Regions from separate parts of the Muntiacus reevesi genome. Here region 2 is linked to region 1. Evidence: chromatin contacts called from public Hi-C data. All regions are on one chromosome and are shown on one strand. Each heading gives the region's core, a stretch centred on a gene start, on an enhancer-like site or on the middle of the called end of the contact. The rest is flanking DNA. Distances are from core to core; before and after follow the strand shown. Region 1 holds the start of ITGB1 (integrin subunit beta 1). Region 2 holds the start of ARL5B (ADP ribosylation factor like GTPase 5B).

Region 1 (4,974 bases), core at 1,329-3,828:
AGGAAAGGTCAGCTTTTAATTATTTGATAAAAATGACTTGTCAGGGGACATCCCTGGCAGTCCAGTGGTTAAGACTTTGCTCTCCAGTGCAGGGGGCGCAGGTTCAGTCCCTGGTCGGGGAGCTAAAAACCCACATGCCTGGCGGCCAAAAACCAAAACATGAAACGGAAACAGTATTGTAACAAATTCAATAAAGACTAAAAGTGGTTCACATCAAAAAAAAAAAAAAATCTTAAAAAAAAAAAAAATGACTTGTCAGATGGCATAAGACAATTTATAATAACTGGGAAAGAGTGTAGGTAAAATATGATTTGTCTTAAATTCAAGATACTAATAGATGTTGTATCATGACATGGTTTAGCAATGTGACTTACACTATTCCTACTTACTAGGAAGGATACTCTGTTTAGCACGGTAAAACTGATCAACCTTTGGAACGCTCATAAATTTTATAGTTAGCTGTCCTTCGATGAATATTTATCTGAAATCACAAATGGAGCCATACTCCTGACCAATCACTGCTTTTCTTAGAGAATATGGTTAATTTCTCATTTCCTCAAAGCTCATAACTTCTGCACATAAATTGCTACTCACACTTTAGTGTAGTCAGATGTTCTGGTGCGGTCCCAGGGGAGCAAAAGGACCCATTTATTTATTTATCCAGTATTAGCTGAGCCCCTATTGTGTGACCGGGAACAGTGTTTGACACTGAGATTAAAAAGATGATTATTACACTGCCTTTGACCTAATTTAGTTTAACGTTGTGCAAATGTGAATCTCATAATGTTCTTGTAGCAAATCACACAAGGAAAAAAGTTCTAGGGAATGTAGTACCAATCAAGCATGGATAAACTACACTTTACCTTTAGAATGGTAATCCATGTTGAGCCCAGACATAGATTTTGATCAGTTTTGAACAACGGTATAAATAGTATGTTTAAGTTCAAGAATGTTGAGGTCTGGTCGCAGCTGCACCATTGGGTTGTTAACATAGAAACATTACTTTTTTTAAAATTTAAGTACAGTTGATTTACAATGTTATGTTAGTGTCAAGTGTACAGAAAAGTTTGTTATATATATCACCGAAAAGAACCTGAAAAGAATATATATATGGAAAAGAATCTGAAAAAGAATGTATTTCAGATTATTTTCCATTATAGGTTATTACAAGTTACTGAATATAGCTCCCTGTGGTCTACAGTAGGTCCTTGCTGTTTGTGTTTTATATAGAGTAGTGTGTATGCTCATCCCAAATTCCTAATTTATCCTCCCTCCCCGTACCCTTCGGTAACCATGGGATTGTTTTCCTAGGTCCGTGAGACTATTTCTGTCTTGTAAATAAGTTCGTCTGTATCCCTTTTTAGATTCCACAAGTAAGGAAACATCATTTAGTCTCTTAAATTTGCTCATCCATTAAGTGGGAAAAATCATTCTTGTTTCTTTAGAGGTTTCCAGAGATTACCTAACCAGAGATTTAATTTTGCTGGCGAGCCATGGGCAACATTTCCATAGATGGGGTTGTCTTTTTTTCCCCTCAAGATTGGCGGTCAAATGAGCATCACAGCTTCTATTCTTCGCCAAATGAAACACTGCTTCTCAGTTTCACAAATCTCATCATTCGAGTTCTGCTCCCAACAGGGTGCTGCAGCTCACCACGTGGCAACGCACATTTCTGCTAACAGGACGGCAGCCTGCCAGCAGCGCGTTCTGAGTAACCGGGTTTCGGTATGATGCCGGCCGGCAGGGGTTTCCATCCTCTTATCAAAATGTGCCCACCATGCTTCTTTTAGCGGTCTCTTCTCCAGCCCCCCGTCCACCTACTAAAAAAGTGAGGATGAACAGAAACTGTATCAAGAGTGAACTCTTCCTTCTCCTCCCTGTTCCCCATAAATGCACCTCCAGATGAACCTCACGGAAGCTGCTCCTCAACTCACCAGTTTTTCTCTACAACTTTCTTCATCTTTCCTGGCACCCGTTTCCTCCTTAAGTCTTCCCCTCTCTCAAAGACGTAACTCAAGCAAATCCTCCCACCAGAAAAATATCGGCTTTAGCTACTTCCCTTCCAAAGGGAAACGTTTTTGGCCCCACGAAGGCTTAACAAGGTGAGTGCCTAAGTTCCGATCTGTCCGAGCCGGCTCCTGGGAGGCAGGGCTTCCAGGGTTCAAACCCGGGCAGTGCAGGGCCGGCCGGCCCTCCGGCCGGACAGACATTGGGCTTTGGAGAAGCAGCGCCTAAGGCAGGCCGAGAGCGATATTACGGTGAGCAGGGCCAGGCAAAATCCTCCCTCTCTCTCTCTCGGCTGCAGAGGAAGGAGGCGCCGCCGAGGTTACGCGGAGCCCGTGGCCCGGCCGGGCCGCTCCTTTGTCCCGGCGGCCCCCGCCCCTCGCGCGGCCCCCGCAGCCGCCCCCTTGCCCCTCCCCCCCTCAGCCCCCTCCCCCTCCCCCGGGCGCGGCTGACGCGGCCCGAGAGGAATGCGCTTCCGGAGGGCGAGAGGCGCGGCGGCTGCCTGAGGAGCGGGATCGCCGCGCCAGGGAGGCGGTGCCCCGGGGGTCGTTTCCTGCCGGGAGGCGGCCCCGCGCCGCCGAGTCTCCTCCTCCCGCCCGCGAGGAGGAGGAGCCGCCGCCGCCGCCGCCGTGCCGGAGCCCGGGAGGCCACGCCAGCTCCGGACAGGCCGAGCGGGAACCGCGGAGCACAGGCCGAGCCGATCGCGCGGGCCGGACGCCGCGGGAGAAGGTGGGCCCGGGAGGGCGGGCGGCGGGCTCGGGGCGCGCCCGGGCTCCCATGGAGGAGCAGGCGTGGGGGCCGCGGCCTCCGGGTGGATTCCAAGCCGTCGGGCGGGGGAGGAAGTCGGGCCGCGGCCGCTCCTGGACCTTCCCGGCAGGGGCGCTGTCCTCGCGGGGCCGCGGTCGCGGAGGCCGGGGAGTCGGACCCACCACTCGGACGCTGGGCTGGGCGCGGACGGGCCTCCGTGGACCTGCGTCCGGCAGCAGCCTCGGCTGCCGGGCCTCCCGGCCGGGACCACTCACCCCGGCTCCAGCCCCACGTCCCGGGCGTCGCCTTGCCGCTGGGCACCGGGGCGCCGGGTGGGCGCGTCCTGTGGGCCCTTCCTCTAATGCTGGGTGTGGGCGTCGCGGCCGTGTCTAGGGCTCCTGCCCGGCCTGTGCCTGATTCGTGCCGTTTCCTATGCTTCAGAACAAGTTGTATTTTTAAGAATGGTAGTATTTAACGCCTGAGCAATTTTTTTTCACCAGTTTCGTGCTTTTGCGTCAAAACCTAGCGCTAGTCTTTGTGATCATTACTAGTAAGTTACACTCGTTAAGGCTTCATTTCTTCCATCTGTAAAATGGGAGCAGTACCTACCTATACTAATAATAAAGCTAGTAATTATTATAATGAGGACAGTGAGGACCTCTATGCACTTTACCTTTATTTTGTCGTTTAATCCTGGAACCGATCCAAAGAGGTAGGTGTTGTATTTAATCCCTGTTTTACAAATGAAGAAACTGAGGCACAGGGCGCATAGGTGGTCATTCAGCTGTGATGAGGACAACCCATGTGGTCCAGCAACCCATGTTTGCAGGTAAACTTGCATAAGTACAGTGTAGTGAAGAGAAGATGTAAGATGGAAGACACTTAGCTCCATAAATATTGACTCCTTTTCTTTCCTTCCTGATGTAGTAGAATGATTTTTAAAAAATCTCGCTATGTAATTGATGATATTATCAGTAAGGTTTCTTTGGATCTGCGTTCTACATAAATATTAGTTGGGTAGAATTATTGTTATTTTTTATCGTTGTTTTGATGGTACAATAATAACAAATGCTGAGTGAATTTCGATTACGAATTTTTCTTAAACTGAATCCGGACTTTGCAATAGGTTGTGTATTAGACACTTTAGAAGTGGTGAGGGAACTTGACTTGCAAGTTACCTATTCTGGATTTGTGGCCATCAGGGCTCACAGGAGTCAGGGCTGGCTTAAGAGTCCTACCGAAATGTTCACATTTGAAAATAAAAATTTTAGTTCACTGATTAATAAATGAAGGACTGAAGGTGATTAGCTGATAAACAGAAAACACATGAAACAAATCAATGTTTTAGTTACAGGCATTTGAGGAGAAAGCCATTATAACCACCCTAGAATTTAGTATAAAATGGAAGATGTTATTAGAATGCTAGTTAAAAAGACGGGATGTGGTTAATACTTTGCTTTTGTAAGTAGCAGACTCCAAATTCAGTCATCAATGTTGATTTCACAGACTTAAAGTTTTTGTAATGTTGATTCTTTTTAAAGGAATGTTTTATTCTGTATTGTTTTCTAATCCCCTCGGTATTCTGTGTGTGGAAAGTATAGGATCATTAATATTGAATAAATCATTGGATTTAGGTGGCTTTCTCCTCAGCTTTCTGGTCAGGATATTTAAAAGCTGCCCCAAATTAGTGTCATTGAATGAACTTGTAGTCCTATATTGGGGTCGATAAATTCCTAATTACGTGGGCAACTAGGGCATCTGGTTACTTTATAAAATACTGAAAATTTAAGTTTCAAGTGGTGCTTGTTTTCATGGCATATGTGTGGGTGCATTAGTTGTTCATGACTACTCTGCTGGAGTGATGAGGTGAAACATGAGATAGTTAAAGTTTTAGAACTTTTGAGTTCTGCTAACTGATATTTTTGAACATGTAACAAATTCAATTAGTATCTGAGAGGGTTCATGTGGACTGATTACCCCACTCTGCCTGGAGGGTTAGGATCTGTCTGGTTGTCAGTGGAATCCTAGATTATATTGTGCAAATGTGTAAATATCTTTTTTTGCATGAGCAAGTCTATTCTGACTGGTCATATGTTGTGGGGTTTTGTCCTTGTATGTTGTTATAGCTGAGGTGGGAGTCTTGGGGTCCAGAGGGTGGGCTGATTGGGTAAGAGTCCAGAAGAGTACCTTATTCTTCAGAACCCTGAAATGATAGCAGTATCT
Region 2 (4,974 bases), core at 1,181-3,680, 350 kb after region 1:
ATACAGCGTAAAGTAAGTCAGAAAAACAAGTATCATATATTAGCACACATATATGGAATCTAGAAAAATGGTACTGATTAATCTCGTAGAGAATGGACTTGTGGACATAGCAGAGGCAGAGGAAGGTGAAGGTCGGACAAACTGAGAAAGTATCATTGACATATATATACTATCGTGTATAAAATAAGTAGGTAGTGGGACATCACTAAGTAACACAAGGAGCCCAGCCTGGAGCTTTGTGATAACCTAGAGGGGTTGGATGGGGGCGGAGGCTCAGGAAGGAAGGGATATATATTAAAATAATCATGACTGATTCATGTTGTTGTATGGCAGGAAATAACACAAAACTGGAAGGCATTTTTCCACCAATTAAAAGATAATTTAAAAATATGTAGTTTAAAAATATTTTTAATTCCCTAGTTGTTTTGACTTTATCTTGAAACTAGGACTAGAAATGTCCCTTTAAGACTTTATATTCAAACACAAAAACAGTGAATATAAATTTATTTATATGGGACTTCACAGGTGGCACAGTGTTGAAAGAATCAGCCTGCCAATGCAGGAGCCTCAAGAGATTCGGTTTTGATCCCTGGATTGGGAAGATCCTCTGGAGAATGAAATGGCAACCCACTTCAGTATTCTTGCTTGGAAAATTCTCTGGACAGAGGAGCCTAGTGGGCTATAGTCCATGGGGTTGCTGTATATACACATATATACAATGGGCCAATTCAGAGTCATGAAATTAAACTGATTTTCATAGACTTAGTACATACCTTTTTGTATGAGAGATTTAAACTTACCTTTAAAATCAGAATGTTGAAACACACTATTTTACATCTAAGTCTTAAAGGGTCTTTGAACATAACACTGGAATCACATAATAAGAAATACACTTATATTTGTACAAGTAATAAAATAGTTTGTTTCAAAAGGCCCCTACTGCTAAGGTTAAAATCTACCACTTAAGTCCATAGTCTTTTATTTCTCTCGTTCAGTTTCATGGGTATTTGTTACATTTCATCCCAGTCTGTGAAGCGATCATATTTGTTAAAACCTAACGACAGTTGGGGGGGGGGGGTGTCGGCAAGGAAATGAAACTAGTATGTAGAAAATTGGCTTATATATATGCGAACTTCTTAGTTAACTGAGTAATAAATTGAATTCAATTCCAGGTGCAGCAATTCTTCCAAGACTTTTCTTAAGTCAGTTTACAATGAGTGAGTGAGTGAAGTCGCTCAGTCGTGTCCGACTCTTTGCGACCCCGTGTACTGTAGCCTACCAGGCTCCTCCGTCCATGGGATTTTCCAGGCAAGAACACTGGAGTGGGTTGCCATTTCCTTCTCCAGGAGATCTTCCCGACCCAGGGATTGAACCCAGGTCTCCCACATTGTAGGTAGATGCTTTACCATCTGAGCCACCAGGAAAGTCCATAGTTCTTATTCAAGAACATTAGATAATAGATAATAATAAACATTTTTATAATTCCTAGTTGTCCAACTTTTCCCCTTAAAATTTCAGTTTGTTTTGCACTTTGTAGCTATTCCTTGTTTTGTTAAACTGGAAAGATCGATTCCTAGAATTCATTTTAACTAAATGAACTCATTTCCAATCAACACTTCACAAAAAACGCTTTTTTATTTTTGTGGGCTGGAGATTCTCGAAAACACCGAATACTTTGGAAAATAGGAGAACCTTAAACTAATCGCATGGGATTCCCAGGTAAAGCATGCCAGTGGTAAAGAATCGGTCTGCCAAAGCAGGAGACGCAGGAAAGGAGAGCTGGATTCCTAGGTCGGGAAGATCCCTTGGAGAAGGAAATGGCAATCCACTGCAGTATTCTTGCCGGGAAGGGAAAATCCTGCGGACAGGAGTCTGGCGGGGTTCTGTGCGGCAGCAAAGACTCGGATAGGACTGAGACCACACAGAGCACAAACTAATCACACAGTCGAACTCTGCGGCTACAGGCATTCCATGTATCCTCTCGTAATCAATTCTATTCAGAATTAAGAATCACTGCAGAATCGAAGCTTGCCCGCCAGCCTGAACTTGACAGTTGAAACATTCCTCCCTTTTGTGCAGCAAACGGCAGCTGCTCAGAGTGACTGTAGTCTGTACCCAGGTTTAAGGACCAGAAGGCTCCTGCTAGTCAACAGAAACTCCAGAAACGTAACTCAGCAACAGCTTCTAAACAGGAAGACGCCGGAAGAAGCGTTCTTCTCGGGAAACTCCGCGACTTCCACGCACACCCCCGCTTTCCACCCCTCCGGTAGCTCGGAGCCCTCCCACCGGAAGTGAAACTGAGGAAACGCCACATCGAAGGCGTGGGCTGACGTAAGCGCGCCGACGTCCGGCGCCGTTCTTCCGGCGATGGGTGGTCCACGGATCGGGAAGGGAGGCGGAGCGGAGGCGGGGCTTGGGGCTGGTTGAAGCTCTGGTGGGTAGGTGGGTTCAGACCGAGGGGACTACGGGTCGGCGTTGGGCTCAGTGGGCTCGAACAAAGGACTGTCGGCCAGGGACTCGGCGCAGTGCCTTCTGACGGTAGCTGAGCGGCAGATCGCGGCTTCTCCGCCAACCAGTGCCCTCGCCGCGCGGTCCCAGTCGGCTTTACCTCGGTGACCCACGGCCAGTCCCGCGGTGGGGGGCCCGGCGCAGCGGCACCTGCTGCTGAGGGACCCCGCGGCCCGCCCAGGTGCTCATGATGGGGCTGATCTTCGCGAAACTATGGAGCCTCTTCTGTAACCAAGGTGAGAAGGATGGAGCTGCGCAACGGCTCGAATCCGAGGCAGAGGGTCTAACCACTGGAGGGGACAGCTGTGTGGGGGTTAGGGGAAGGTAAGGCAGGGCCCTCGGTGGACACAAACGTTCTGAGACGCAGAGAAGTGACTTAGTCAAGGGGGTGGTTAGAAACTCACTGTTTTAGGTTGGAAGAAGGTGCAAGTGATGGTTGCGAGAAACGGAATGATAGTTGCTAGAAATAGAAAGTCAGAAGAGGGGGCATTTGGTGTCCTGGGATCCAAACCAAGAATTTGGAAATTTTGCCAAAGGAAAGCGGAAAGCAACCTAATGATACCCGGAGGCATTTGGAGGGCCTTTTCCTTTTCTAATTAAGTATCCTAAGTCTTTCCCCAGGATGTGTTCGCCCAGAAACCTATCAACTTAAAAAAAAAAAAAAAAAAAAAAACCAGCAACGTTACTAGTGTTGCTTTGTTTTCCGCCCTGCTGTTTTATTCATTTCGCCGTCACGTTCTGATTTCGCCTGCTTTCCCGGACTTGGGAATGAATTGAGACACGAGTTTCTGGAAATCTTCGTCCTAAACCCTTTATTCCTTTCTTCGACATTGAAAAGCTCAATGCTTTTGGTTCTGTGGAGGATATTGCGTGTCGGTGATTCGTTTAGAAACTGGTTCTGAGATGTCTTAAAAGTTGCAAGTCCAAACGGCCAAGAAGTTGTAAAACCTGTTCTCAGTCAGAGTAAATAAGACGTGATGACTTCTGAAGAGAATATACCCAGACAAAAGGGCCGGCTATAGGTAAAGTTTTAGGCATTCTTTTAACTGTTGTTATCTCAGTAATTAAAACCAGTTCTAAAACAAATAGTTTTATTTTGCATTTACCATCCGGGCATAATAAAAGCCAGTGTTTTATGATAGTAGCAATCAGTTATTGCTAATGTGATTTATTTTTTCTGGATTTAAGAAGTTAGAAGAATGAAATGACTTTAGTCACTTGTTCTGTAGATCGATAAGAAAACTAAAATAAAAAAAAAGAAAACTAAAATAGTCTTTTTCAAGGTTACAAGTTAATAAAGATGGATATATCCATACACATATACGTATGTGTATAAACGAAATTACTGCAGAGTTTTAATTCCATATGGATATTATCCATAACTTTAATACAGTATTTTTTCAGCAGTGTATGTTTTCTAATCCTCATTACATGAATTTACCATGTAAAGCAACATTTTAAGACATGTTTGAAAGTATAGAGATTAATAACTACCTGCTTATCTTTTCTCATAGTTTGAGTTCTCTGTAATTTGTCCCATCCCCTTTTCTCTCCTTTCTGTTTTATTACTGTGTTTATCATTTTTTACATTTTTTTTTTTGATGTCTTTATTGAAGTTTTTACAGTATTGCTTCCATTTTATGTTTGGTCCTGGGGCATGTGGGACCTTCGCTCCCTGACCAGGGCTTAAACCCACAGCCTCTGCATTGGAAGGTGAAGTCTTAACTACTGAACCGCCAGGGAAGACCCTATTTATCATTTTTTTTGAGGCTTCTTAATCAGACTAGAAGGGAATGAAGGATGAAGAGGGAAAATTCAGATGATGAAAGACATTCAATGGGTTACTTCTATAAGTCATATACTTGTTTCGTCCTTTTAAATTCCCATTACTATTTAGGAATTTTTCTTTTCCTTTAACTTCCTTGTTTAGAAAATTTAGAACTACGTAATGGTTATTCTGTCATTGTATTCATTCATACGACTAACATTTAGTCATAGGCCATACAGCCAGACATGAGATATAGGCATAGGAGAGACAAAGGTTAAAAATAAACAGAAAAGTTGAAGTTAACGTAGTTACTTGCTCTCAAAGTACTCAAAAAAGATGCAGCATGGTAAATTATTTCACAGATAATGTAATAAAAGCGTGGTGATGGTCACCGAGAAGGAGGCAATAAATTTTTTCTCAGATCGTTCCTAGAAGACATTACAGGAAAAGATATACTTGGACTTTAGTGATAAATAGGTGTTTACCAGGCATGCTAAGCAGTCTGAGTAGAAGTACTGATATGCAAATAGGAAAGGAATGAAATAGTTGGGTACATAGTTTTGTTTGGCTGTATCCTAGTTTGCCTGGATGAAGTTGGAGAGGTAATGGGGAGAACCAGATCACAGAAGGCCTTGTGTGTAGACCTGCTAGCCATAGAGCCCTTCAAGAGTTTGGTCCTTGTATGTTATTTTTAGAGC

Evidence for each region. A called contact is a pair of places that touch in the nucleus more often than the background predicts.
Region 2: a contact with region 1 is called in a Hi-C map of muscle, with 4 times the contacts expected there. The contact joins the promoter of ARL5B here to the promoter of ITGB1 in region 1. A contact is called at or near these places in 2 of 3 Hi-C or Micro-C datasets (blood and muscle).

What each region holds. Positions count from the first base shown.
Region 1 is chr2:19,653,054-19,658,027 of mMunRee1.1, forward strand. ITGB1 (integrin subunit beta 1) reads left to right here and starts at 2,579. Exons shown (of 16, transcript XM_065921066.1): 1 at 2,579-2,733.
Region 2 is chr2:20,000,962-20,005,935 of mMunRee1.1, forward strand. ARL5B (ADP ribosylation factor like GTPase 5B) reads left to right here and starts at 2,431. Exons shown (of 6, transcript XM_065921070.1): 1 at 2,431-2,744. The coding sequence starts at 2,696.